Linked DNA regions of Mus musculus: all the other regions are linked to region 4. A link is a contact called in public HiCAR-type and HiChIP or PLAC-seq data. All regions are on one chromosome and are shown on one strand. Each heading gives the region's core, a stretch centred on a gene start, on an enhancer-like site or on the middle of the called end of the contact. The rest is flanking DNA. Distances are from core to core; before and after follow the strand shown.

Evidence for each region. HiCAR-type assays count read pairs that join an accessible place to other places. HiChIP or PLAC-seq counts read pairs in DNA pulled down with a chosen protein or histone mark.
Region 1: an H3K4me3 HiChIP or PLAC-seq map of bone marrow-derived macrophages shows a contact between it and region 4, with 5 times the contacts expected there. The contact joins the enhancer-like site here to the promoter of Ttc33 in region 4. A contact is called at or near these places in 17 of 39 promoter capture datasets (the 3T3-L1 cell line, 3T3-L1-derived adipocytes, the C10 cell line and 12 more), 2 of 484 Hi-C or Micro-C datasets (bone marrow-derived macrophages and double positive thymocytes), 4 of 115 datasets of contacts at active chromatin or transcription factors (bone marrow-derived macrophages, cardiomyocytes, embryonic stem cells and 1 more) and 4 of 9 other capture datasets (adipose tissue, embryonic stem cells, liver and 1 more).
Region 2: a HiCAR-type map of astrocytes shows a contact between it and region 4, with 5 times the contacts expected there. The contact joins the promoter of BC037032 here to the promoter of Ttc33 in region 4. A contact is called at or near these places in 16 of 39 promoter capture datasets (the 3T3-L1 cell line, 3T3-L1-derived adipocytes, the C10 cell line and 9 more), 1 of 484 Hi-C or Micro-C datasets (Sertoli cells), 6 of 115 datasets of contacts at active chromatin or transcription factors (astrocytes, embryonic forebrain, embryonic stem cells and 3 more) and 2 of 9 other capture datasets (adipose tissue and liver).
Region 3: a contact with region 4 is called in a HiCAR-type map of astrocytes, with 6 times the contacts expected there. The contact joins the promoter of Dab2 here to the promoter of Ttc33 in region 4. A contact is called at or near these places in 7 of 39 promoter capture datasets (the 3T3-L1 cell line, 3T3-L1-derived adipocytes, cranial neural crest and 3 more), 5 of 115 datasets of contacts at active chromatin or transcription factors (astrocytes, extraembryonic endoderm stem cells, fibro-adipogenic progenitors and 2 more) and 2 of 9 other capture datasets (adipose tissue and macrophages).

The regions. Positions count from the first base shown.
Region 1 is chr15:6,233,742-6,240,686 of GRCm38.p6, reverse strand. No RefSeq gene overlaps it. Among named protein-coding and RNA genes, the nearest start is that of Gm16311, 73 kb to the left of the region's middle. Within about 2 kb of position 2,791, at least 44 of the 459 cell types and tissues checked have an H3K27ac peak or open chromatin away from gene starts, as enhancers often do. A contact at or near this core is called in bone marrow-derived macrophages, where this site is marked.
Region 2 is chr15:4,024,687-4,030,795 of GRCm38.p6, reverse strand. It overlaps BC037032 (cDNA Sequence BC037032), which reads left to right and starts at 3,390. Exons shown (of 2, transcript NR_028266.1): 1 at 3,390-4,777. Oxct1 (3-oxoacid CoA transferase 1) reads right to left here and starts at 4,368. Exons shown (of 17, transcript NM_024188.6): 1 at 3,947-4,368. The coding sequence starts at 4,024.
Region 3 is chr15:6,383,804-6,390,317 of GRCm38.p6, reverse strand. It overlaps Dab2 (disabled 2, mitogen-responsive phosphoprotein), which reads right to left and starts at 3,570. Exons shown (of 15, transcript NM_023118.5): 1 at 3,386-3,570.
Region 4 is chr15:5,182,916-5,189,913 of GRCm38.p6, reverse strand. It overlaps Ttc33 (tetratricopeptide repeat domain 33), which reads right to left and starts at 4,354. Exons shown (of 5, transcript NM_026213.3): 1 at 4,146-4,354; 2 at 111-332. The coding sequence starts at 331.

The sequences.
Region 1 (6,945 bases), core at 1,542-4,041, 1.1 Mb before region 4:
ACCCATGAAGTATTCATTTGACTTGAAGCCTTTGATATATCCCCATTTCAAATAAAGACTCCAAACTCCCTCATATATCCAGCTGCTGTTGCTTTGCCATGGCCCAGATTCCACATCCTTACCTACCACTGCAAAGGCACACACACTAACTTTGAGATGACCTTTGCAAGTGTTTTCTTGCACACACTGTTATTATCTCTACTTGAAATTATTCCCTTTTTTCCCCTGCCTAATAATTGCTGTTCCCCACAACCCCAAAGTTAGCTCAAATAATCCACCTGCAGCTCTGAGTTCGTGTTATCAGTTCTTGCACTAAAGCTCTCCCACTGGCCCTACCTATGCATTAGCAGTATGGGCTTTGGATTTTAAATGCTAAATAGTAAAAAGTAGTGTTTAGAAGGCAGGGGATGTCTTCTTGTTTGGCTTGTGGCAGGCCTTTGCTTGCTATTTGCTGACCACACTGAACTAATGCAAGTCTTAACCGCGGAGGAAGCGATTTCAAGTACCAGCTCTACGCGTAACGGCTACGTTTTCTCCCTTCCAAAGAACTTTATCTGCCTTCACCCTTTTCATACATAACTGGAGAGTCTTCTGAAGTTTATGATTCAGACCGGAAGCAAGGGCAGTGAATATGCAGTGCCTGAATTGAGAGTCTGAGGAGTCTGTCAAAGATGAGCTAGTAGTGAGGCATTGGCCAGCTCTTACCTGCCTTATTCTTTATACAACATTATTGAGCACAAGACAAAAGAGGTCAGGTCCAGGAGCTACAGAATACTGTGTGCACACAGTCAAAGGCAATTTCTCTCTTTCCCAGAGGGAAGAAAAATGGGGGTACCCAGCCTTCCTCTCTACAATCTCTTGTGGAAGAGTACTCAGAGAACTGTTCCCTTACTCTTGATCTAATTTAGTCAGTTGCTGAGGAAAGACTACAGGTTTGCCTGCGTGTCACGGCAACAGAGGAGATCACTTTTGGAGAAAGAAGGGATGCAAGAAGCAGCAGTCACTCAGTTTAAAGCCAAAACTGGGGATTCCTGGGGTTTAACAGGATGCTACTTAGCACGTAAGTGAGTTTGCTCAATTGCCTTACCAAGATGGGGTTCCAGCTGCAAGAAGATATGGAATGCACGTGCCCAGAATTAGGACTTGAGTGGTTTGGAGATGTGAAATCAGATTTTCCAAATCACTAGGCCTAAAAGACTCAGCTCTGCTCTTCAGAGAGAGTAGAAGTCAGGGGACCTGATTCTCAGAGAGCATCAATAGCTAGCCTATGTTAGCAAATAAGTAGCAAGATTACAGGCCCCCAACAGCTACCACAGGGAGATGGAGAAAGACACAGAGATAAATGGATAGAGTGCAAGGAAGGAGAGAGAGGAAGGAGAAAGAGAAACTTTGATAGCAGCAGATGAATATGACATCTCTTTCTATTTTCTTTCTGTCTGGCCCCTCAGCTCCTGCCTCTTGAGAAGTAATACATACCTACTCCAAAATCCATGTGCTTGGAGTATAAACATTCAGAACTGCACCCGGGTCTCTGAAATAGTCCCCTGAACTGATTCAGGACTTCTATCTTTTGAAACCTCCACATCATACTCCTGCAGACATTGCCTATATGGCATCCCAGACTTATATACAAGCAATGTTAGTAACAGTTGGATGTTAGCTTTGTAAGGTTGCATTCATAGGGTTCTATAGATGCTGGAAGCAACTGAGTACCCAGGGGTAGGTGAGACTGAGAGTCCTTTGCAATGCTGATAGTCACGTAATTCTTAACTTGGCGGGGGAATTACATTGTGTGGATGTAGTGTAGGACTTCAAACACATTGGTGAACTCAGAGTCAAAGATTGGTTGTGATGATAATCAGTGTGTCTAGCTTCCCTGTCTTACTCCTCCTCAAGTTTTAAGTGGATTCAAGCAATTTGAAAACAAAGGCGTATCGAACGGTTAAGCGATTTTAGCAGCCATGACTCAGCAAGGGCAGGTACATTTGGGTGATATTTTTGCAATGGCTTTTAAGTGCTCTGGGTGTCCCATTTAGACATCCATGGGGCATCTCACTACACAATGACCTGAATAATCATGAAAGAAGGCTGGGCGTTGCACATTTCTGGAAATCTATTCAAATATCTAAGCCCCCGCCCCCTTTGGATTGAAAATGAAGCATGAAGGCTTTGTATTAAGTAAGAAATATAAATGCAACTTGTAAATGTTTCAAGTTTTAGCTAGCCTCAGAAACGATACCTAAAGTTGCCTGCATTCAGACAGCACCCAGGTCCGAGAGGCCCGGGATTTCTTTGTCATCACAGCGCCCCCTGCTGGTTCAGGATGAGACCTGCAAGACTGCTTGCCCGTTTCCCTTCAGCTTTTCAGGGCCTCTGGAAACAAGGCTGGAAAACATTATCCTCAACTGAACCGTAGCCAGGAAAATCTCAGGAGGGAATTCTTTCCTGACATAAAATTAAACCTGGCTTCAGCATATCTGAAGAGGGGAAAGAAGGAAAACTTACTGTTGATGTTTCTTGGCTTGAGATTTTTTTCTCCCCCTTGTTCTTAAAGCAACATTATTTTTAAAAGCTGAAACGAGACGTGCCATCTGCCAATTTGGCCTGTCCCTCCATTCCCTTCAGTTCACATTTCACTGTCTTGTCCCAGTCCGTCCTTTTGCCCTACTCCAAAAAAAGTTGTTTAAGTGAACAAATGCTTTTCAACTCATCAGTAGGAACAAGTGGAGAGAGTGTCTTTACCTCGCACAGCAGGGAATCTGGCCTTAAAAGTTCCACAAAGTTCCAGGGATTGCGTCACCGATGTGGTAGCTTTAAACCACTGACTAACCAGGTCTGCCCATAATCTGACCAACAGATCTCTGTCTCTTGAGAAGTGGCTCAGAAGCACACGACCCTCAGCAATAGATGTTCAAGGGCGGACTGGGTGCACTGCTGAGTTAGAGCCAACAACTTGAAGGTTAAAGAGCGGGAGGGGAGGGCTTTTCCTGCCCGCCTGTTCCTGTGCTAGATGGTGCAGTGGTTATGTGATCTAGTGATTATATATGATCTAGTAATTATATGATCTAGTAAGGCTGAAGACTGTCCACTCAACCCCTGATGTGTCATGGTGTTAAAACAAAATCAAGCAAAACAAAACAATAACAACACACCTGCACGGGGGTATTTATGACCTGGGAAGTGAGACATTCCTTGTATTTCAGACATACTTGCCAAGTTAGTGCTAATCTGCGGTCATCTCTTTGTCTGGCATGACTGTTTTATTTATTTTTTCCCCTCCCCATCAAAAGCTATAGTCTGACTTATCACTCATCGCTGCCACCATTAAATAATAACAGGCAGTGTCCACTGTCCTGTTTTATTGCTTCAAGAAGAAAAAAAAATCCTGTCCTTGTAACGTTGTCGTGACACTTCTATCATGAGTTGGATAACTATTTGCAAGAGGCTTTTAATAACTTTTTATTGTGTTTCACGGGTCAGTTTGTCTGCCCATACACCACTATCAATATGCCTTCATTGATACTTCATTGGATCACTTCCATCACGGGAAGGGCAGCGCCTGGTCCTCACAGGAGGATCCTTGCTCTCACTGTGGATATGCTTTACCCATGTTTGACAGTCGGCCATCACTTCCTGTCTGGACCATTCAATATTCTCCCTTCTCCCCATGCCATACCGACGTTTACACTGGCGATAGTGTAATGTAAGTCTAATTAAATAGTAAGCATTTGCATTTTATCAATTTCTTATTGGTGGTAGATTGATCTATTCTTACTAACTGTATAGGCTTCCTTTCTACAAAGCGAGGATATATCCGCATTGCTATGGAATTTTCAGTGTTTCCTGTGTTTAGAGGGTATTCTCTGCTCTATAGCTGGCACGGTTGACCACGTGACTTGTTTTGGCCAATGAGCTATGAGCAGACATGCCACGTGGCTTATCTGCACTCTTCTAACACTGTGGTATGTTTCTGGAAGTCCTGTCCCTTGGGAAGCCCCTTCAGCTGAGTACAGAGTAGTGTGAGAAGGCACAAGAAAGAATCACAGCGGCGGTCACAGCCACTACTGGGCCACACGAATGATAAACAATTGTGTGTTTTGCAGGCCACTGAGATTTGTTTGTTGACCAGTTCGCGTCCCTTCACGGTGGAGTCCCACACTCCCCTTTTGGTCCTCCGAGGAACTGGGACAGAGCATGTACTTTACGTGCCAGCCAATGATGAAACATGTCCAGCCTCTAGATTCTCTTTCTGTGCTTAGTCTTTTCCAAGCTCAAACGGCCAGTTCCCGGTCTTCAGTAAAGCTTACTTTTGAGATCTTTCCAGATAGCTCAAAATATCCCTCTCCCATGGAAACTTTATATACATTGGTTCGAAATGAGTTTTTTTTTTTTTTTTCTTTCTCTGAATTCCCACAAGGACATCATGCTTACGGTTCCTGTCACTCAATTGGTTGATAGTCATAAGCAGTGCTCTTTATTACACAGCAGATGCTATTTTTTAGACCTGTTGCGTTGGCTTGGATATGCTAAGGTGGACTAAAATGAAAAATATTGACTAGGGGTGGGGAAAGAGCAAGCAGGATAAAAAAAAAAAAGGAGGGGGCAATAGAAAGTGGTAGCATCCCACAGTGGGTCTCATGGGTAGGGAGAGGAGGCAGGGGAGGAGGACTAGGTAAGAGTACCACCGACTGCCGCTGCATCTCAAAGCGTGTTTAACCAAACCAATGGATAACCTGTCATCCAAAGCCATACTGGGGAGGATCCAATAGCTCACAGTCATCGGCCACACCACTGAGTTGCCATGGGCAGCTAGCAGCTCTGTGCACTATTATGGTCAACCACAGCTGGGGTTGTGGCCAATCCTGCTTATATGGCGTGATAGCTGAGTAGATTATTTTCATAGGAATCCCCTAAGTCTTTTGAAGTCAGTATTGTTATCATTACTGCTTTTATAAATTTTAATTTTTAATTACATCTATGCCCATGTATCTGTTTGATGGGTGTGTTATGGTTTGAATATGTGATGGTTTGAATATGCTTAGCCCAGGGAGTGGCACTATTAAAGAGGTGTGGCTTTGTTGGAGCAGGTGTAGTCTTGTTGGAGGAAGAGTGTCACTTTGGGCATGGGCTTTAAGACCCTCATCCTTTCTCTGTGGAAGCCAGACTTCTCCTGTCTGAATTTAGATGAAGATGTAGAACTCTCAGCTCCTTCTGCGTCATGCCTGCCTGGATGCTGCCATGTTCCCACCTTGGTGATAAGGGACTGAACCTCTGAACCTGTAAGCCAGCCCCAATTAAATGTTGTCCTTATAAGAGAGCCTTGGTCACGGTATCTGTTCACAGCAGTAAAACCTTTACTAAGACAGGGGGTATATGTCCAGTTGCCTGTAGATGCCAGAAGGAAGCAACAGATTTTCTTGGAGCTGGGATTATAGGCTGCTGTGAGCTGCCTAATGTGGGTGCTTGGAACCTATTTGGGTCCTTTACAAGAGTAGAATATGCTCTTAATCTCTGAGCTCCATTTCCAGCCCCTATCACTCTTGTTTTAATGGGAGGAACAGAGAACCAGAGAGACTTCGGAGAGTTCTTTATCCTTTCATGATGGAGCCAAAGCCCATCTTCCAAAATTATCACATGGTGTCATTCATTTTGGTATTGTCTAAGTGTATGAATGAGTAAGTACACTATGGGCTGTCTATAAAATAGTAAAAGTCTGATAGGTTACACTGTCTTAGTTATAGTGTTACTACTGTAAATAGACACCATGACCAAAGCAACTCTTATAAAGAACAACATTTAATTGGGGCTGGCTTACAGGTTCAGAGGTTCTGTCTATTATCATAAAGGTGAAAGCATGGCAGGATCCAGGAAGACATGTGACTGGAGGAGCTAACCAGTCTACATCTTCATCCAAGGCAGGAAAAGACTGGACTCCAGGGAGCTAGAATGAGGGTCTTAAAGACCATGCCCACACTGACACACTTCTAACAAGGCCACACCTACCCCAAAAAGGCCACACCTCCAAATAGTGCCACTCCCTGGGCCAACCATATGCAAACCACCACATACACCTACCCCTGTTTTTGTTGACCTGGAACTGCAAAATATACTTTGCAGATTTGTGGGTGAGAGTCTCTCAAGAATGGCCTGTATTGCTTACAGGTTTATTACCTGCTTGTGGACGAAGGACTAGCATAGGAGGGTCTTGTTTTTTTTTTTTTTTTAAGCTGATTACAATTGTAATACAATATTTTTATATGGCTATGACATCTCATTAGAATTTTCTCGACACCAGGGGAATCAATGTGGCCTCATACACTTCTGCCTTTCATCCTTGGTGATTATCTCAGCTCCACCTGCATCCGGGTCAAATGGAGGACAGGTTGTTGAGTGTGTAGCCTGTTATATTATGCTGCAGAAAAGCCTGCTCAGTTTTGTTTTGAGACAGGGTCCTCATGGCTTTAATATAGGCTTATAAATCACCGCCTTTCATCAGGTACCCTGGCACACCTTGAGATTTTGCATTTAAATTCAAGCTTCTGAAATAGATATGTTCATGCATAAGTTCATATGAGCATGGCCTCTTTAAATGGGAGTGGAAAACCCAACACTTCAAAAACCTTTGTTCTGGGCTGTGACATGGCATTTTAATGTCTTTCCTCATGTTTCCTCAACCACACGCCCAGCTAAGACTTGACACTAATGCCCCCAGCTCTTTGACCCTGGACTACCAGGTACTTTGTTACAATTTTGAGTTTCTAAGGAGAGAGTCATGTTCTCCCTTATCTTTCTATGTCCCTTGTCCCGTCTGTGTGTTAGGACATTGTGCAGATGGAATCACTTGCTCAGCATGCAGGAGTGGCCTGACCTGTCTGGAGAATGAAACATCCTCCTACACGCTCCTGCAGGACATGGCCAGACATGTAGAGCAAACAGTAGTGTCTA
Region 2 (6,109 bases), core at 2,141-4,640, 1.2 Mb after region 4:
TGTATAGCTCAGATAGCTATTTATTTTGGGGTATTTTAGTTGTGAGCCTAGCCTTTAATGGCTGAGCCATCTCTCTAGCCCATTGTGGGGTATTTTAACCAAGCTTTTAGTCACAATGTATTTTACTGGTCTACCCTCCTATCTTCAGCAGAACCCCATTTTATTATTGGTAGTAATTTCTCATATTAAAATTGAGTGAGAAAACAGTGATTAAGGATTTTGATAAAAGAAACAAAATTCTTGGGGTGCAAAATGTCTTTCAGTGTAACGTTTCTTCCATTAACATTTCCATTTTAATCTTCAGTTTCTTACAGCTAACCACAGAAGTCTTACTCCATGGTGGAACCTAAACTTCATCCCCTGACTTCCTTTCTAACCATTCACTAACACTATTATTTCCTTTACCTACATCTCTCTTCCATGTCATCCAACACTTGAGAACTTAGTAAAATATATGTGTCTGTGTATGTGTGTATGTATAATGTATGTATGTGTGTGTATATGTATATATACATATATATACATATATATAGTATGTGTATGTATATTATATATTATATATACATATACTATACATACTGTATATATACATATACTATATTATACATACTATATAATAAATAGTACATTATATATGTGTTATATATCATATACACATATTGTAATATACTATATATTATATACATATACATATACCATACATTATATATACATATTCTCTCTATAATATATACACACATATACACACACATATTTTACTAAGTTCTCAAGTGTTGGATGACAAGGAAAAGAGATGTAGGTAAAGGAAATAATAGTGTTCTAGTATATATATATATATATATATGATACACATATGTGTGTGTGTGTGTGTGTGTGTGTGTGCATGTGTCTGTATCTTGGTAGGGAAGGGTTGTACCACAGTGAACCTCTGGAGGTTAGAGGACAGGACAACAAAAAGTAGTCAGTTCTCTTTCTACCATGTAAGTCCTAGAAATTGAACTTGAGTTATAAGTCTTTGTGCGGCAGCTTTATCCATATCACTGACCTCAAACACTTTGTTTTTCTTCTGTTTGTAAATATAAGTATTACCTCAATAATAGAGTGATAGAGAACTATACACCCAAGTGGTGTCTAAATGTCACCTCACGACTGTTAAAGAAATCATGACACAGAAAGGTTGATATAGCCTATATTAGTATGGAAGTTTGTTTTGTTTTGTTTTGTTTTGTTTTGTTTTGTTTTTCGAGACAGGGTTTCTCTGTATAGCCCTGGCTGTCCTGGAACTCACTTTGTAGACCAGGCTGGCCTCGAACTCAGAAATCCGCCTGCCTCTGCCTCCCAGTGCTGGGATTAAAGGCGTGTGCCACCACCCCTGGCTCTTTTTGGTTTTGTTTTTTGGGTTTTTTTGTTTTTTGTTTTTTGTTTGTTTTTGTTTTTGTTTTGTTTTGTTTTTTGTAGTATGGAAGTTTGATAAACAAAATCAGGAAGAGCTGTCATGGAAAGAGGAAAGAAACCCAGTTAGGAGGAAAAGGCAGCACTATTCAGGTGAATAGCATGCAAGCTTGCCAGGAGGAAGCATCTCTGCCAAGAGGAATCAGCCAATGTTCAACATGAATCAATCCACTTAGAACCTACCCAGCTAGAAACCTTAGGGTGACACAGCACCAGATTGAAAAGCTTCCAGGTAATTCCAGGTCATGCTATAGCTCCAGACAAGGAACTTGTTCACCATGAATGGGAGGGAGAGAAGGAAGGAGAAAGGGAGGCAGGGAAAGAAGCAAGGATGAAGGAAAATAAGGAAAGAGAGATGGAGAGAGGGAGGGAGAAGGACAGAGGAAGGGAAAGAAGGAAGGGTGGAGGGAAGTAGGAAGGAGGGAGGGAAGGAAGATTTTTTTTAAGCATGGTAAATAAGTACACACCTTTAATTTCAGAATTCTGTAGGCTGAAGCAAAAGAATCATGGGTGCCAGGCCTTCCTGGCCCCCATAGCAAGATCCTGTCTCCCAAAACAAAAGCATAAAAGCATTTTTTAAATATCTATCTCAGTTTACCTGTTGGCTACATTTAGCCAGAAAGTATTCAAGGTTACTGAAGGTATCCACCAGGTTCTCTCAGGTGTGTACTAAAATGAGTATTCTTGGCAGAGCAGTCTGCAGTGTTGAGGGAGGCAAAGGACTGAGGTATACCGTGGTCCCAGTGAAACGAACACAGGGGTATTACAATTCAGCACAGGGGTATTACAATTCAGCACAGGGGTATTACAATTCAGCAGAGGCGGATGACTTACGCGCTAAGCAAGCAGCCAGTAAGGCCAACCAATGCATAAGCGGGCAGAACACCCCAGAGAGCAGGAGCTGCACCTTCTTTCCTCATTCCTGAGAAGCCTAACTTTGAACTGGGCCATGAACTTTTTACTAACCCATAATTACAGCTCATCCACCTAGAGGTTTGCTGGCTTGAGAAATGGTTTAATGATTATATTGAAAGTGGGGTAGACTAGAGGTGAATAATTTAAACTTAGACAAACATGCACTGTCAAAAGAAAGTTTTTGACCTTGGCCCAAGGACATCCCTGTGTCCTGGTTTTTTGCATCTGCTCCATCACTTGCAGCAGGTTGGCTGGTGGTTAAGTGCATCCAAATTTGCATGCAATTACCCAAATGCCTCCTTTGAGGAATTTAACAACGCAATGACTCAGTTCTGAACCATTCCCTAGCACACGAGGGAGTCCTGTGATGACATCTTTAGATTCTCAACACTCAGAGATTGAAGGCAAGGAAATGAGCAACAGGGGAAGGAGTTCAAGAGCACACAGTGCAAGTAAATGCCCTGCGTGATGCACTCTTCTTAAGTTCAGGACTGCAATTTGAAACCTCTTCAAAGAAAACTTTGCAGGTTCGGGAAGAGGCTCCTGAGCAAACTGAACACTCCAAGGTGAATCCACCCTCCTCCCCACCCTCCTCCAGCACTCAGTTCCTTGGTCCCATACTCAAATCCAACCCGAATGTGTGCTTAGAGGCTAGACCCTCTACAATGTATAAGCAAAAATATCCACCACCAGCTAGTCTGCTAGGAGGGCGACTCAGGATACCATTCTGTGGGTCAAGGTGTTTGGGTTTTTTTGTTTTTGTTTTTGATTTTTGTTTTTTTACGGTCTTTGAACATTGCAAGTCTCTAACCCGGAGGGGACGGAGAGGAATTCAAAATAAAGGACCGAGGCGTTTGCAAACTGCAGCGGAGCGCCGCCAGCCCTCCTTCTGCTTCCAAACGCTTGGCAGGCTAAATCGCCCCGTGACAAGAGCTCCAGTCCGGGTTCCCCTTTCTACCGCCATATAGGGAAGGGGAGGATGGGGAGCGGCAGTCCGCCTCCGCAGCGCACAGCATCCGCCCACTTGGCGGTGAACTTGAGCCAGCAGCGGTTAACCCGGCCCGGGGTTCTGGGCCTCAGCCGGCGCCAGCAGCTCCCTCAGGTGGGGCGCAAGCCTCAGCGCGCCGCCCTTCTCCGCTCCTCTCCTCCAACCGGCCCTTACCTAGGGCGACGGCCCCGGGGACCCCCTTCCCAAGGGCGTCGGCCTGGAGCCTGGAGTCTGTAGGAGTGGCGGGAGATGGGGACGCGAGTCCCTGGACGCCGACAGTCTGTCTCTAAGGCGTTGCTGCGTGGCTTTGGTACACAGAGCCTCGACCGCTTCTCCACCGCTGCAAGCACAGCGGGGAAGTGGATGGAGAAGCAAAGACAGACAGACAGACAGACAGACAGACAAGCGGCGGCGGGGCTACCCTGAAACCCGAGCGTCTCCAAGCCCCCACCCCCAACCCCCGGGCACGGCGCTGCAGATGCCAGATCCCCGACCAGAGGCGGTGGAGATGGGCAGGGCAAAGAACGCGCGCGCCGCTCGCAGCTCGTCCGCGCGTGGCCTTCCTCTTGCCCCCCTGCACCTTCAATTTACCTTATGCAGGGCGCCCCGCGAGCTGCGGGCTGAGGCGCCGAGCCGAAGCCCAGAGGACAGGAGTTTGAGAGCCGCCATCTTCGGCCCCGGGTGCGGGAGACGGTGGCGCGCGCGGGAGTGCGTGCGAGTGCTGGTTGCCCGGGGCCGCGGCGGCGTCACCGGCTAAGAAGAGAGAAGGCAAGGCGAGCGGTAGGGCGGGCTGGAGGCTCGACCGCGCGTCAGTGACGTCCTCGGGACCTCAGAGCGGTGCCGCCCCTTGCTGCCTGCTGGCTTGTCAAGAAGCGAGACAGGGAGGGGCTCACGGCTAGGAATGGAAAGGCTGCACAGCTAGGACGAGCCCCGCGGGTTGTGCCGGGGCCGGAGGTGCTGGGCTCCAGCTCATCTGCGGGCACACCCGCAGCGGCGGGCGCTGCACTCAGGCTGGAGGGGGCGCTAGAGCCTGCCTTCCCCTCGCGCAAGGCTTGGCATCAACCAGGGTTTCGGGTTGCCAAGGGCCTGGAGGGTCTCTTACTGAACGTGTTACTTTTCCAAATCGCCCTCTGGAATGAGTACAGGTACAAAGGGTCACTGATAAAGATCTCCTTCCAGATCTAGACAGCTCACCTTTCCAACATTTCTCAACCCCAACACCCACAACTCTCTTCAAGTCTGGTTTTGCCCTTAGTTTCCTCTGAAACCCAGCAGCGTGCTGACTGACCCTCATGAGACATGACCTGCTTAACCGACAGAGGGACAAGATTAGAACTGGGCTGTTGTTCCCCATCATCCTACTCTGTGTTCCAGAATTTTCCTGGAACCGGAGTCCCAACAATTCCAGAAATTACAGAACAGGTATAAGCACAGAAGTGTCTGTCTCCTCTCCTCCTCGTCCTTGTCCATGTTGTATAATTCCCCTCACCTTGTAATGCTCTTCCTGTTGCAGTTTTGTATGAGAAAAGCCAGTCAAGGGACACAATGAACACAAAAATGCTCGGCACTAAATTTAGCTAATATTCGGTGGTGGGTTAACTTCATCGTTTTGGAGGTTTTCGTTTTGGAGTTTGTTTTTTGCTGTTTTGTTTGAGGAAGGATCTCTAGCTCTCTTAGGTCCCACTGAAACTCTATATATGGCTCAGGCTGACCTCCAACTTTTTTCTATTGCGGCAGCCTATCCCAGAGTATGTGCAATTGTGCCTGGCTCAAGCCTTATCTTTTGACTGGCACCCAACCGGCCTGAACCATTTCTTCAGGACGTTCTACACTCACCGCCGAGTTTAAAAGACCACTTGGAAGCCCGGGAAATCCTTTTATTGGATTAAAAGCCCATCGAGTCCTGGAAGAACAGTTTAAATTTGAAGTGATGCAAAACCCATGACAACAGTAAATGACTCTTTAACTTCCTTAAAAAGTATGCCGATACAATGAAGGATGAACAGTCCTGTTTAATTAAAACCTGTCTACTGGCCTGGGGAGATGGTAAAGACACTTGCCTCCAAGCTTAGTGACCTCAGTTTGATCCCTGGGACCCACATGGTAGCAGGGAAGAACCAACTCCAGCCAAGTCCTCCTCCGACCTCACATGCACTGCAGCGAGTGCATGCCTGTGTATGTGCGCCAAAACAAATGAATAAGGAATTTAAAAATCTGCACAGAAAAGCAACTACCTCAGTACTCCCTTAACTCAAAAATGTCTCCTGTAAAGATTACGGTTTTAACATGGAAATAAAATATCAAGTTAAACTATCATCTGATTGCATAGGAGAAGTGAACTCAGTAATCCTGGATATTTTGGGGGCGCATTTTAATAAGCTGTGAAGAGTTCGAATGTTTAAACCGAAGTCCCATGACTAGCCCTAACATGGCGGCTGTTGTGCTGCAGTTTTGAGAAGGAACAACAAAAGCTGGTACTACAGTTGTTCTTCCACTTTTTTCCTTCCAGGGCCACGTGAAAGGGAAAAAAAAAAAAAAAAGCACTGGCAACTTGTCTCGTAGTCATCTGACTCACTCTTCTTGGCTGGTCACATGTATTTCTCCTAAATGAAGACGGTGGATATTTTAAATTTATTATTCTGCAGAATTAAGGCTGCTAGGAAAAACAAAACCAAAACAAACAAAAAAGCAAAACCAGCCTCCGTACTGCACAGCCAGAAGGGAGAGGGGCTGCATTTTTTGATAAGCCCACGG
Region 3 (6,514 bases), core at 2,321-4,820, 1.2 Mb before region 4:
CAACTACTACCCAACTGGGCTGTGTTGGCAGAAGGAGGGACACGGCTAGCACATGAATGCATATAGGAACTGCTAAGCCTTTAAGATATCCAGCACCATTTGTACCCCTAATCAGGAATTTGTTTGGGCTTTGTCTCTAGCAGGAGACCTGGTCATTTGCTTCCCTTCTGATTGCTATGATTAACCCACTAGGATATCTTACCATAATTTAGCTTTCCCTTAAACACACTTATCTGATGTGAATACTTTGTCATCTAAATGAGACTTGGGCCGCCCTCTGCAATTCTGTAACAGTGCTTCAACTTTTATTACAACTCCAAGGAGAAGGAGGAGGAAGCCAAACCAACCCAAAACCCAAAACAGCCGCATCCTGCTACTCAGGTGTTTCAGATTGCCAGTCTGGTTCCCAGCCTAATTCTGCCCAGGGTAGGGAGGTTTAAATGGTGGACCCTTGCAAGCCTTCAGCTGGAGGAACTTAGGTTGTTAGTGAGTTCCCTTCAGCAGCCTCTCCACCCATTCCAGTATCCTAGCTCTGTCCTAGAAGAAAAGGAATGAAACCCCAACAGAGAGAAGAGGCGAAGAAACGCAGGGTACTTCCAAGTTGGCTTCATCAAAGTGGTGATAGGTTTAGTCTGGGGGAGAAATGAAGAAGGGACTTCCTCATGGTCTCACCAGGAGCACAGTTTCCCACAAAACTTCCTGGTGGCTACAAGCCACCCAGCAAGCCCTGTTTTCCTGCTCGTTTAATTTTTAGGTAACAGAACTATGGCTGAGCAGTCCAGACCAGTTGGTCCACAGCTTCCGGAGGCTCTTGCACCATTCACCACGTCAACAACTATCTTCAAAGTGAGCTAAAATCCACCTAACCCTTGGAGGAAGACAAGAAATAAATAGGCCCAAGGACAGGAATTTAGACTTAGTTTAACCTTGGAAATTTTAAGTCTTTAGCAGAAATGCAAACTCTGAACTGGGTGTGGTGGCGCTCGCCTGGGATTCCAGGACTCGATGACTGGGGGGGGGGGGGGTGTTCAATCTCCCACTGAGAAGAGAGATAAGTTTTGGGATTCAGTGTCAAAATGCCAAAAGAAAAAGAGGAAAGGAGAGAGAGAGAGAGAGAGAGAGAGAGAGAGAGAGAGAGAGAGAGAGATCTAACCTCTGGATTTTGTTCTTTCTTCTCAAGTCAGCAAGGCCTAAAAGCATCCTGTGGTTATCTTCCCAGCCTCCTTTACATCCTCAGGTGGAGATCAATAGAATCGGGATCATCAGTTCTATAAATACATGGGTGCTGGAGGGCAAAGACAGAACACATTCCTCCCATTCCTCCACAATCTCTCTCTTCTGCCATAATACAAGTGGCCCAGCTTAGCGAGGTGTGCTCACCTCCGCCTACAGTCCTAGGGCTCCTGAGGCAGAGGCAGGAGGATGATGAGTTTAAGTCTAGACTGGGTTTACAGAGTAAGACCATCCAACCAGGAATTGAGAAGCGCAGCTCCATGGCTTGTCAAGCATGCCCAAGGTCCTGGGTTCCTTCTCCAGAACTCAGGGCAAAGACGGAGCATAGCAGCCTACAGGGAAAAAGTTTCTAGACTCGCGGTTGGACAAAAGGGCTTGAGTTTGCAGTAGAGGAAGAAGGGGTTTGTGATTAGGTTTTTAAACAAGGCTTGGGAAGAACCCAGCGAGTTTTAGGAGACAGTGACTACGAACTAGGGAAGAAGTGGTCTGTGTCTGATGCGAGTGCTGGAAGAGACCACCACACCTCTCTGGTGCTTTCTCAAGGGCTCTTGCTAATCTCGCCTTCTGAGCTGTGTTCCTCTAGCATTGCTTTGTCTAGATAGCTGTTTTCCTCTCCAAAGCCTGAATCCCCAACACTCCTAAATTCTCAAGCCAGTACATTTCTTTCAGTACTGCTGTGCCCTGCCTCAACCAAGGGAGTGGAGAGAGGTAGAGTCCTTGGTGGGTGGGGTAGCTAGCTAAAACAGGGCAGCCTAATCCAGGACAAGATAGCACCATGAAAAGCCATTTGGTAGCAGTGGCTCCCGAGTCCTGGCTAGTCCCTCCTTTCTAAACAACCAGTCACTGCTACTATGTGCAGAACCCAGGCCTCAAGATTGTAAACTAGGTAGGTTAGACATCCCATCAGAAGCGTTCCTGGAGCCTTATCAGCTATCTCCAAGGGATTTTGGCAAATTTTCTGCCATTACTTAGGTTGGAGTTATATCTACCTCCACCCTTCCCCTCCTGCTTTGCCTGATTAGGGCCAGAAATTTTTTCATCTTTATAGAGCAACAGCAACATTTACTATTCATGAAGTTGCCCCTCCATAATTTTTAAAGCTTTCCATGTGCCTGGAAGCTTGCTCGTTTTTGCTCTTCTCGGTTTACAGGGTGGCTCCCTTTCTTCCAAACACAGGCGAAGAAAGAGGAAAGGGTGGGAGGGGGTGCCTCGGGTGGAGATAACATCCATATTTTTTAACTGTTTTTAATCCAGTTAAATTTCCCTTCGGATTCACACAGCTCCCATCTGAAACCGACTACAGAGCTGAATTCCAGACTCAGGATTAAGTGGAGGAGAGCAGGCAGGAAGAAATAACAGCCAGCTCTATGCCGCAAAGAGAACCGCTACGTTGGCAGGGTCTCCAAGGTTTTAAACACAGTTTAGTCCCTCTTCTTGAATTCTTAATCCTTCCAAATAATTTACAACAGTCAAGAAAAACAGCATTCAAACGCTTCACGATTTAAAACAAGTTTGTTACGTGGCTTGGGCAGATACTTTTCTTAGGAATGCTGGTATAAGACAAAGTTCACATTTTTAATGCCCTGTGCTGTCAGTCAGCAGAAAATAGCTCCTCGGAGGCACAGACCATGTCCCCAGCCTTTGTCGCACAGTAAAACTGAACATCATTCAGGAGTTTATTAGGTGGTCAGCAGCCACACCGCGCATTCCCTGGGATGTCCCCTAAGCCCTAAAAACTAGGGCTCGTGTACAACACACACACACACACACACACACACACACACACACACACACACACACACAGGGACTCGTTAAATGTCACAGGATGGGCGCCTTGAGTCCGACCCCAAAGGTAAAATGCATTCCTTGGAAGCATTCCACAGATGTCAGGCCACAAAACCCGCTGCTCTCCCCGGAGTACACTGTCTCATTTGTAAGATTTCCCCAGCGCCCAAGGTCTGCAGCCAAGGCAGGGATGGGAAGAGAGGAGCCAGCAAAGGAGAGAAGTAGGTCGCAAAAAAAGAAAAAAAAGAAAAAAAAAGAAAAAAAAGGAAAAAAAGAGAAAGAAAGAAAGAAAGAAAGAAAGAAAGAAAGAAAGAAAGAAAGAAAGAAAGAAGGGACCGAAGGGAAGGGGGATGGCAGAGTTACTCACGGACTAGCTAGTGCTTCTGTGGAGCCAGCATGACTTCCCCGCGCCCGAAGCCTCAAGGCTGCAGCGCCGAGGACGCGGAGAACGCCACTTAAATAGCCGCGCGGCCACTCCCGGTAGAGATATGGTTCTAATCAGATGCTGGCTCTGAGGACTCTCCAGGAATGTGGCGGCGGGATGTTTTTGCTGCCTGGACTTGGTAACTCCCCCTCAACGTGTCTGCCGAGTCTTCCAAACTTAACTGTTTATTAACTCGAACTAAAGCCACGGAGATCCGGCGCCTCCTGCGCCTCCTGCGCCCCGTGCGCCCGGCCAGCTGGGGGCGATCGCAGAGACCCGGAAAAAGGAGCGTGCACACAACCCGGGCCAGGAGCCCCACACTGCCTTGGGCCAGAAAGGGTGCACGTAAGGACAGGAAAAGGGAAATTCTGGAGGAAAAGGATGGGATCCTCTGAGCTGCGTTTCGCAGATCCGTTCCCTGGATTGCCACTTCGAGTGGCGTGGCACGCGAACTGCGAACTCATCCTAAACCGCCTGGGGCATTTTGAACAAAGACGCGCCTTTACTCCTGACTTTCCGTTCCCGGGTCCAGTCTGTCCTTTCTAAAGCTGGGCATGTGACTGGATTGTTACCTTTAAAGAAAATCACTATTCTTTAATTGTGAACGTGCTTAAACAGGAGGGAAATCTATGTGTGCCCAAGTAAAAAGATGCCCTGTTATTGAAATTTAATATCACGCTCGAGCATATTCTCGCTATTAAACTGGCCTAAACAAAACAAGTTAGCCTCCATATAAATGATCTACATTTGTGATCATTTCAGTGTATATCCACCCACACGTAGATAACATGACTTTGTCTGCTAGTTTCTACAGCATTTCTTATTCCTTCATGAAAATATTGAGATATGTGAATAAGTATTGGAAGGTGTTTCATCGATGCTCAGCTGTGGATAGCCCGGCAGAGCAGACCTTGGGAATCCTATAGAATCTCACAATTTCTTTTCTGTATATTTTAAAGTCAGGGGACAATTGTTAAATAGTCACAGAAACAGTGGTGCTTTTCAAGTACTTAAGAAATTAAGCTTTGGGAAGATCCTCCTCCCCTTCTCCCTCCTTCCCCTCCCCCTTCTCCCTCCTTCCCCTCCCCCTTCTCCCTCCTTCCCCCTTCTCCCTCCTTCCCCTCCCCCTTCTCCCTCCTTCCCCCCTTTTCCCTCCTTCCCCTCCCCCTTCCTCCTCTTCCACTTTCTTATTTAGTCCTTTTTTTCTTGTTCCTCCTCCTCTTGTCTGTTTTTCCTTCTGCTCCTCCTCTTCTTCCCTCTCCCTCCTGCCCCTCCTCCCCTGTTGTAAGCAGAATGTACTGACTATGAAAATGACAAATTGTGACTTGGATGGAAACGGGTTATTGATTTTATTGAGTAAGCAACACAATGGATTTGCATTTTACCACTGAGAATCCAGGGTTCAAATTGGGCTTATGGTGCACCAAGGATGTATTTTGTGGTCCATGCCTAGCCCCAGCTGCAAAATCACTGTAATTTGAGGTAGCTCAATGAGAGTGGCAGTTTCTGCTTGCAAGTAGGTCAGGCTTGGAGCAGCCCTCATGCAGGGAGAGTAAGAGACACAGAGCAACACAGCTGGTCCAGGTGCTGCCCCTACCTGACCTCTGGATTCCCTTCACACTTGGGTGTGCAGAGTAGAGGTGTGTGTGTGTGTGTGTGTGTGTGTGTGTGTGCTTCCAATATTCCTCTGAGGTAATTTTCTATGGTTGAAAAAAAAAGGATTTTCAGTGAATGATGGAAGGTCTACTTTTCAGTTCTATGAAGGCACAAGACATAGGTGCGAACTTTAATTCTGCTAGCTCTGAGAACATCACACTTTGATTCTCAAATCTAGTAGTCTAGAGAAATGGTGTCATTTCAAAAAGTTCAAAAATTAGGGGAAAAAAAGGTAGTTCATTCACACAAACAGGGGCTCTGATAATATAAAAGAAACAAGTCTACAGACAGACATGAATCATTTCTCAATGTGGAAGTGGCCACTTAGGCCTTTGTCTTTATCTATATAGTTGAAAGATTATTATCAAAATGTGTTAACTTGCTCCCACTAGATGGAATGGATTTGCCTTAGAAACCAGAGAAAGAAAACGATTTCATCTGCTGTGAACTGCAGTTGTGAAGCAGTGATGTGGACCCAAAGAGCTCATTTGTGAGCAGCAGGCTCATAGTGGCTGCTTAAAGCGAACACCCTTGTGTTAGACAGAAATCTAAAGAGCCCACAGTAGAGAGTTCTGGTTTTGCAGTGTATTTTTATACCTCTAGGGTGCTGATATTGGTCTTGGCAGTAGTTCAATGTCCTGCTCACATTATGGGGGGGGGGGGGGATGAAAATAAATTTAACTCTTTTTATCCCAGGAGGTCCTGTTTCTTACCATTCCTACCACATCTAAGTTGATAACTTTTCAGTAAGTCTAAAATGAACATCTCCACATAAGAAACACACACACACCAAAGTCCACCCCGGTGTTCATCACCACTAAAATTTGTTTAGAGAATTAAAGTAGGAAAAAAATTAAATGCAGTGCTTTATAAACCAAGGTCCCCACATAAGGACAGTCGTTTGCACAAAAACCTGCCCTGTGGTAGGGTGGGGTGGAGTCTGGACTGTGTTCCCAGCCGAGAAAGGGGTAGTTAATCCCGTGACAGCTTGCTGAAGAATGCATGGTTTATTATTAAAGTAATCTCTTAAGGTTTTCCTGGAATGTACTCTCACAGCAGCTCTGCCTATGCAGGCTATCCTATGTATGTCTGTTCTTCCATGATGAAAACTGTCGATTCTTAGCTCAAACGTCTGGCCCTTTCTCTCCTACCCCTCACCCCTGCCTATTCCTCAGCTGCTCAGTGTTCCTCACACTGCCTGTTTGAATTGTGCTTATTTCCCGTGAACGATAGATCGTATCGGCCTCAAGGAAACTGTCCACTTCTCTGCTTATTGGACACATAGAGCTATTCAAACCAAACAAAGCAAGCATGGCAAGATGGGATCTGTCTCTAGTCCTAACTATTCTGGAGGCTGGGGCAGGAGGATGAGTAAGTTCAAGAGGGGAAAAAAAATATCAAAGAAGAGTTGACTGA
Region 4 (6,998 bases), core at 3,105-5,604:
ATGGTGGCTCACAACCACCTGATGCCCTCTTCTGGCATGCAGGCATACACGCAGATAGAGCACTCACACATAAAGTAAAGAAAATCTTTTTTAAAATCTCAAAAGCACACCGTTTGTTTTCAGCCAGCTGAGCCCCTTCATCCTTCAGCTGTTGGCTCCTCTGTTTACAGCCCTCCTGCAGGGTTTCCTTCCTCCGTTTGCTGGCCTGAAGCCAGTTCCCATCCTCGTTCTCAGCTGCATCCTTCTCATCAGCTGCTTCTGCTTCAAACTGCTGGGACGTGGCCTTGGATACCTTCTCGCCAATTCTCCTCTTCCACCCAAAGGAAGCCATTCTGTAAGATTTCAGAAACATAAACTGCTATGAACGTATTCTCATGAGCAGGCGGACGCAGACTACCAGAAGGAGGCTCTCAGCGCCTACCTGTGGGCTGAGGTAGCAATCACCAAGGACTACTAATTTCAAAGGTGACATCTGGACACTACTGCTAACCTCATCTCCTAATGGGAGTGCTGTGCTCTTGCAGACAAACTCTAAATCCCAACAGGCCTCTGCCAATTCATAAAAAACACATGATATGGTGAAGCTTGCTCAAAAAACACATCAGATGTGGGTGAGAGGAAGCAGACAGTGAAGAAAAATAAGATTGTTTCTTCAAGAATGAACAAATGGGAGAAGGGATGGGACTCGGGGGAAAGAAAGGTGGCAACCCAGCCCTTAGGTTAAGAGACTGACAAGACAAAATGGAGCCTAGTGTGCTCTTCTCACTCCTGACTTTAAAACAACACTGAAAGACTACCATATAAAAGACTAAATCACAATACAGACTAGACAGCCAACAGTACAAATAAGCCACTCCTGGATTCTACTTGTCTTCATAATAGTAGGATTGAACTTCAAAAAAACCTTTTCCTTTAAGAACAGCAATGTATTTGCTATGAAACTATATAATACCTAGGAATTCTTCAAAGTCACTAACAGTAAGAAGTGGCATGGAGCGGATGACAGAGCTCACTTCAAGTCACTAAGGAAGCTGGGAGGCAAGCATGGACAACTCGTTGTGCCTCTTTCCTTTCACAAACCCTGAAAGCCTCCCTTAATAGAAGTTTTTTATGCTTTGAGTGGTTTTTGTTGTCTTTTCGAAACAAGACCTACTATTTATACAGACAGCTGTCCTGAAACTCAGAATTATAGCTCAGAGTGGACTCATTATCCTCCTACCTCAGTCTCCCCTATGCTAAAATTACAAGTGTGTGCCACTGCCCCTGACTACAGGAGAGTTGTAGGAGGTTTAAATACTTAATGACTCAACACAACTATTAAGAAAGTCAAAAAAAAAAAAAAAACCATAAAATGGCTTTGTGGGCCTAGTGTGATAGGTGAACGTTAAGGAAAAGGAAGAGTAGCCGATAGAACAAGGCGGACACTGGAAGTCTTCAGTAGTACTTAGCAATAAGACTAAGAAACCCAGTTATTCATGAACTACACAGCTGGGCTTTAAGATACATGAGAATCCCTACAATTAGGTATAATATCTTAGATGCTGTGTGCATTCAGGAGCATGTAAGGTTTTATCTGTTCTTAAAGGAATCTGTAACCCTGAAGAGAAAGCAATGAGCTCAGGTCTTTTTGAAATCATCCGACAACAGGCATTATGAGAAGGAGGAAGTAGGGAAGACAGCAGTGTCATGCACCACCAAGTTCATCACTGATGCACATGGCTGCAGCTGAGTACAAGTTCCAGGAAGAGAACAGCAACATGTGAGGGTGGCTATCAGTCCCTCCCACAGACAACCCCAAGGTCCTACCATAGTTGAGTAATTATAGGTCACAGGCCTGTCACTAAACAAGAGAAAATGTAACAGATCACAGCAATCACAAAGTCTCAATCACAGGCTAATGTAGGCGAACCATGTGCTCTCCAGAGAGCAGTGAGTTTTGGGAAATCCTGGGTACAAAATAGAGTATAAATTGTGCTACAGAATGAGGGCTATGGAAGCTTCCTCCTTGGCCTCATCGTAACACGAGGAAATGTATTTCCTCTGTCTGAAAAATTACTATATACATATACATATGTGTGTATGTGTGTGTGTAAACATATATATACATTTATATGTGTGTATACGTATATATGGATGTATTTATACATATATGTGTGTGGGGTGTATATATATATATATATATATATATATATATATATATATATATATATCTCCATCATCCCAGGGGAAAACAAGGAGGTAAAATGAAAGTATGGCTACTATGGATCACAAATCCAGAGGCATAGAGTGAAGACAGTCTAGGAAAATGGATGCTCAGAATGCCTTCAAAGGATACTAGGATACAAGAGGAGGAGGAAGAAGAGGAAAGAAGAGGTGGCAGCTCTCTTGTACTTATGTCCCTAAAGGCAGTGAGAATGTGGGACTTGCATTCTACATGACTAACGTGAGGCATCAGACAGTGTAGCAGATCTATTAAAAACAGAAAACCTGTTTTGCTTACTGAAGGCAAGTTCATTTTAAATCACTGGAAACATCTGCCAGTCATGGTGAAAGGATGAGCTGAGAACAATGAGAAAACGAAAGTCAACAAACCACTGAGATCCCCACCTCCCAAGCTAAGGGGGGGGGGGGGGGGCGCTAAGTGCTGAGGGCACATAAGGAAGGGTTAAGTCTCAGAGGGTAGCTCTCTGCCTCACACGGCTGCCCTCTGAAGCTTGTGTCCTTGTCCTCCACATTTCTAAAGTTTCTGAGCAGAGTCCAAACAAAACTAGGGATTTCATGTTCCCAAATTTCACATTAGTAGGAAAAGTAGGTTATAGCCATCTACTCAATATAAAGGAAAAAAATAAATAAATGTATGCATCTGAGAAAGATGAAAAAAAAAATCTAACAAGTCCTTGTGGAGATTAGAAACGACTTAATAATGAAGAAACAGCAAGCGGTATCAAGGGCCTACTAAAGTGAAAAAGCAGGAATGTGTTACCAGTTTATAATACCAAGTTTATATTTTCTCCCAAACTGCCTGTGGACAAGGAGACTGAACTCAATTACAATACCGGTAAGTGCTATCAAGCGTGATCCAATGACCTGTCAGACAAACGCACACTAGTGTCTGCATGAAAGTGAGCTTTAGAGAATAGAAGCTGGCCAGGCTTAAAAGAGGGAAGACTCCTGGCATGTGTGAACATCTTCCCCAAGGAAAATGTAATGCTCTGATCTGATCCGGGATCTGAAATGCTACTGGGGAGAAAATACAGACAATAGTCAATTAATGATTCGGGACTCCCCTTCTCGGTGATTAAAATGTCCTAACATCAATTGGTATAATGGCACGATTTTGTGAACAGCAATAACGGTTACTGAGTCATAGACTCTATTAGGAGGAGTTGTATAACACGCCACTTACATCTCAACTAAACTGTTTTCATCTTACGCTATGAGCTTCTTGTGCCTCTAGGCTGTGCTTGTAATTAGTACTCACTAAAAACCGCGTACAGAAGGAGCTTTGCTTGATCTGTACCTGGATGGATAAGGCACCAAGCTTCTTTCCAACCCGATAACAGATCAAGTGGGTAAATCACAACTGTAAAGGTTTCGTGCTAACTCTCATCTGGAGTTAAAAGTCTACGTGCTCTACAGAACGATGAGTGGCATTAAGATTCTAAACATGTACGATGCTCTCCACCGCAACCGCTCGACTTGACCCTTTACCGGGCCATAAATAAGCTGGGTGCTTGCCACAGAGTTAAAAACGTCCTCCTGAACTGACTGCGTGAGAGGATGCGGCCACCCAAGATGGAAAAACACCGGCCGGAGGTAGAGAATCACAACAACCACCCTCCGAACAGGAGAGATGAATCCGCAGGTGAAGAACGAGAGAAACGGATTCCCTTAAAATGCTACCCGAGGAGAACACAGGATTCAAAACTGGCCCCTGCCTCGGCTGCAATAAAAATGAGCTCCGGCCATAGCAGCTCCTCGGGCGGCCGGGCCGGCACCCAGAACCCTGCCACCGCGCCCCGCGCCCCGTGCCCAGGTCGGAGGCACGCCCCAGGGCTCTGTGGACCTCACCGGGCCACCCTCGGCCCTCCCTCCCGCACGCAGCAACCCTCAGCCCTGTCTACCGCCTACCCGCAGCCAGTTACCTGAAAACACTCTGTGGTGCCGTGTTTACATTCCACGTGCCCTTTGGCACCGGAAACGGAAACTATTCTGCCGGGATTCTAATCTGCCTTGCCTGCCTGTGCTTCCCGATTCTTTATTTTAAAAAAAAAGCATGAAATCATCCTGGGACGTTCTAAAGTCCAGCAAGGCGGACAGAAGAAAAGAAGACTTTCTTACCCGCCAGCGCCCTTCTGCAGGACCACTAATCCCAGAAGTCACTGCGGCGCCCTAGGGACTATGGGATTTGTAATAAAGACACCAGACGAAGCGCCCTCTAACTGCAGCCGGGAATGGACTCCCGTGTTTGAGGTTGTGCTTTGCAATACACACAGTCCTCAGGTAAATAAATGGCTTACCGCCTAGTCTGACCGGCCTAGCCGCTGAAGGGTCTGTGAGATGCAGAAGGGGGGGGGGGGGGGGGGGGGCGGAGACTGAGCTGAAATAAGTGCAAAGGGTGCTGGCTTGTTTGTGTCAACTTGACACAAACATATACTTAGCTATAAAACAGGGAATCTTAACTGAGAAAATGCCTGTAGGGAAATCTATGCGGGCATTGTCTTGATGAATGATTGATGTGGGAGGACCCAACCCATTACAGGCAGTGCCACACCCTTGGCAGGTGGTCTGGCCCAAGGGGAAGCTAACTGAACAAGCCTTAAAAAGGACCAATTACTGCCCTGCTTGAGTTTCTACCTTGATTTCCTTCTATAATGTGAAACTAGACGCTGATATAACCCCTTTCCGCCCCGAGATGACTTTGGTCATGGTGTTTTATCCCAGCAACAGAAACCTTAAGTAAGAGCCGATCAGGGAGGATTGGGCTGAACTGCAAGCTTCCTGTGAGAATCCACAGCAGAGCCTGAAAGTAGCACCTGTCACTTCTTACAAGTAAATTAGCAGGCTGATGTTAACAATGGGGCACACTGAGGGAATTGAAAACTCCTTAAGTTTATCCACATAGCTGTGCTACACAAAGCCAAGATCGATTTATGGAGACCACGCTTTTTCAACGCGCCACCGCATGTCTTACTGGCTAGTTATTTGTTGAGGTAAACTGATAAGTTATTTCTCCACTGGTAAAATGAGCCAATTCAAGCCAGATTAAAATATATACAACTGCAGGTTTATTAAGAAGCTGCTCTCGGGCAGGTGAGTTCACTGGCCCCAAGGAAGGAGGCCAGAAAAGGGAGAGAAGAGGAAGAGAAAGAGAGCCCTCAGGCTAAGACAAGGGGGCAGGGGAGATGGGGAGGGAGAAAACAAAATGGATTATATAGCAAAGATCCTCTGGGGGAAGGGAGTCCAGGCCCTGTGCTGAAAATTCAGGATTGGGGGCCAGTTATACTAGGGACTGAGGGATGCTGGGAGAACCAGGAGGCCAGGTCTGCTTTGGTATGTAAAATATACACCTAAGTTGTTTGTTCCTGGGTCTGAAACCAAACAGAAACATGGTAGGATTCTGAGATACCATTAGTAATACTCCCCTCCCCACCTCCCACCCCCATCCCCATCCCCACCCCCCCCACACACACATACATTACCAAAAGGACTACTAACTTCTTTCTCTCCAAAATGTCAAATAGTCCCTGAAGGGACACTCTTACCCAACGCTGGCATTAAAATCACTGATGCTGGCCCCAGCGATGGCTTACTGCTCTTGTAGAGGACCTGGGTTCAGGTCCAACACTCAACAGAGAGACTCAAAACATCTGTGACTCCAGTTACAGGGGAACTGCTGCCCTCTTCTGACACCCACAGATACCAAGTGTCAAAGGCCCTTCCGTACCCAGAACTCGTACATATTGCCATTTTTCACAAAAGTAAACATTGGTGCTGGCTGTTAAAACGCCACAGTGATAGAGCAGCTACGTGGATTTGAGGTAATGATGCAAACTCTAATGGTAGTGATAGAGTCCTCTGTCACGCCGTTACAGTGAAACTCTGGAACACAAGTTTCTCCTGAGATGAGACCTAGCTATGTCACCTAGCAAGAGTCCCAATTTCCAGACTCACTTTAATAAGCCAAGTATCACTGCTTCGTCAAGGGCATTTCTAAACGATGGCATTCATATTTCTATGATACCAAGTGCTTTTACTGCTACGGAAGTGTGATGCCTCTCAAAAGCGAGTGAAGATTCCACCATGAGGGCTGGACAGAGAGTCCAGAAGTTAAGTGCACTGGCTCCTGCTCTTCCAGAGGACCAAAGTTCAGTTCCCAACACCAGCATCTGGCAGCTCACAGCCTCTGTGTAATTACAGCTCTGGGAGTTTCCAACCCCACGTTCTGGCCTCTGCAAGTGGCTGCACATACATAAGAATCAAATCAATTATTTTCTCTCTCTCTCTCTCTCTCTCTCTCTCTGTGAGTACACTGTAGCTGTCTTCAGACACACCAGAAAAGAGCATCAGATCCCTTTACAAATGGCTGTATGCTACCAAGTGGTTGCTGGGAATTGAACTCAGGGCCTCCGGAAGAGCAGTCAGTGCCATCTCTCCAGACCCAATAAACCCAGTTCTTTAAGGCTATTATAAAGTTCCACTATCTTGTGGAACACAACTGTTTTTTGTTTTTTTTTTTTAACCGCTGACAAACTGATTATATTCATATTTAGGTCTTTGACCTTTTCTTGAAATGAATAAAGCAAGGGGCTTGTGAAATGGCTCAGCAAGTAAGGATGCTTGCTGCTCAGCCTTGTGACATGAGTTATGTCTGCAGAGCGTACTCGTTGGAAAGACAGTTGTCATCTGGGCTCCGTACATGTGCTATGACATGCAAACACACATACACACACAAATTTTCTCACTTAAAAAGTTGACAATGTCTGTTCCAATGACAA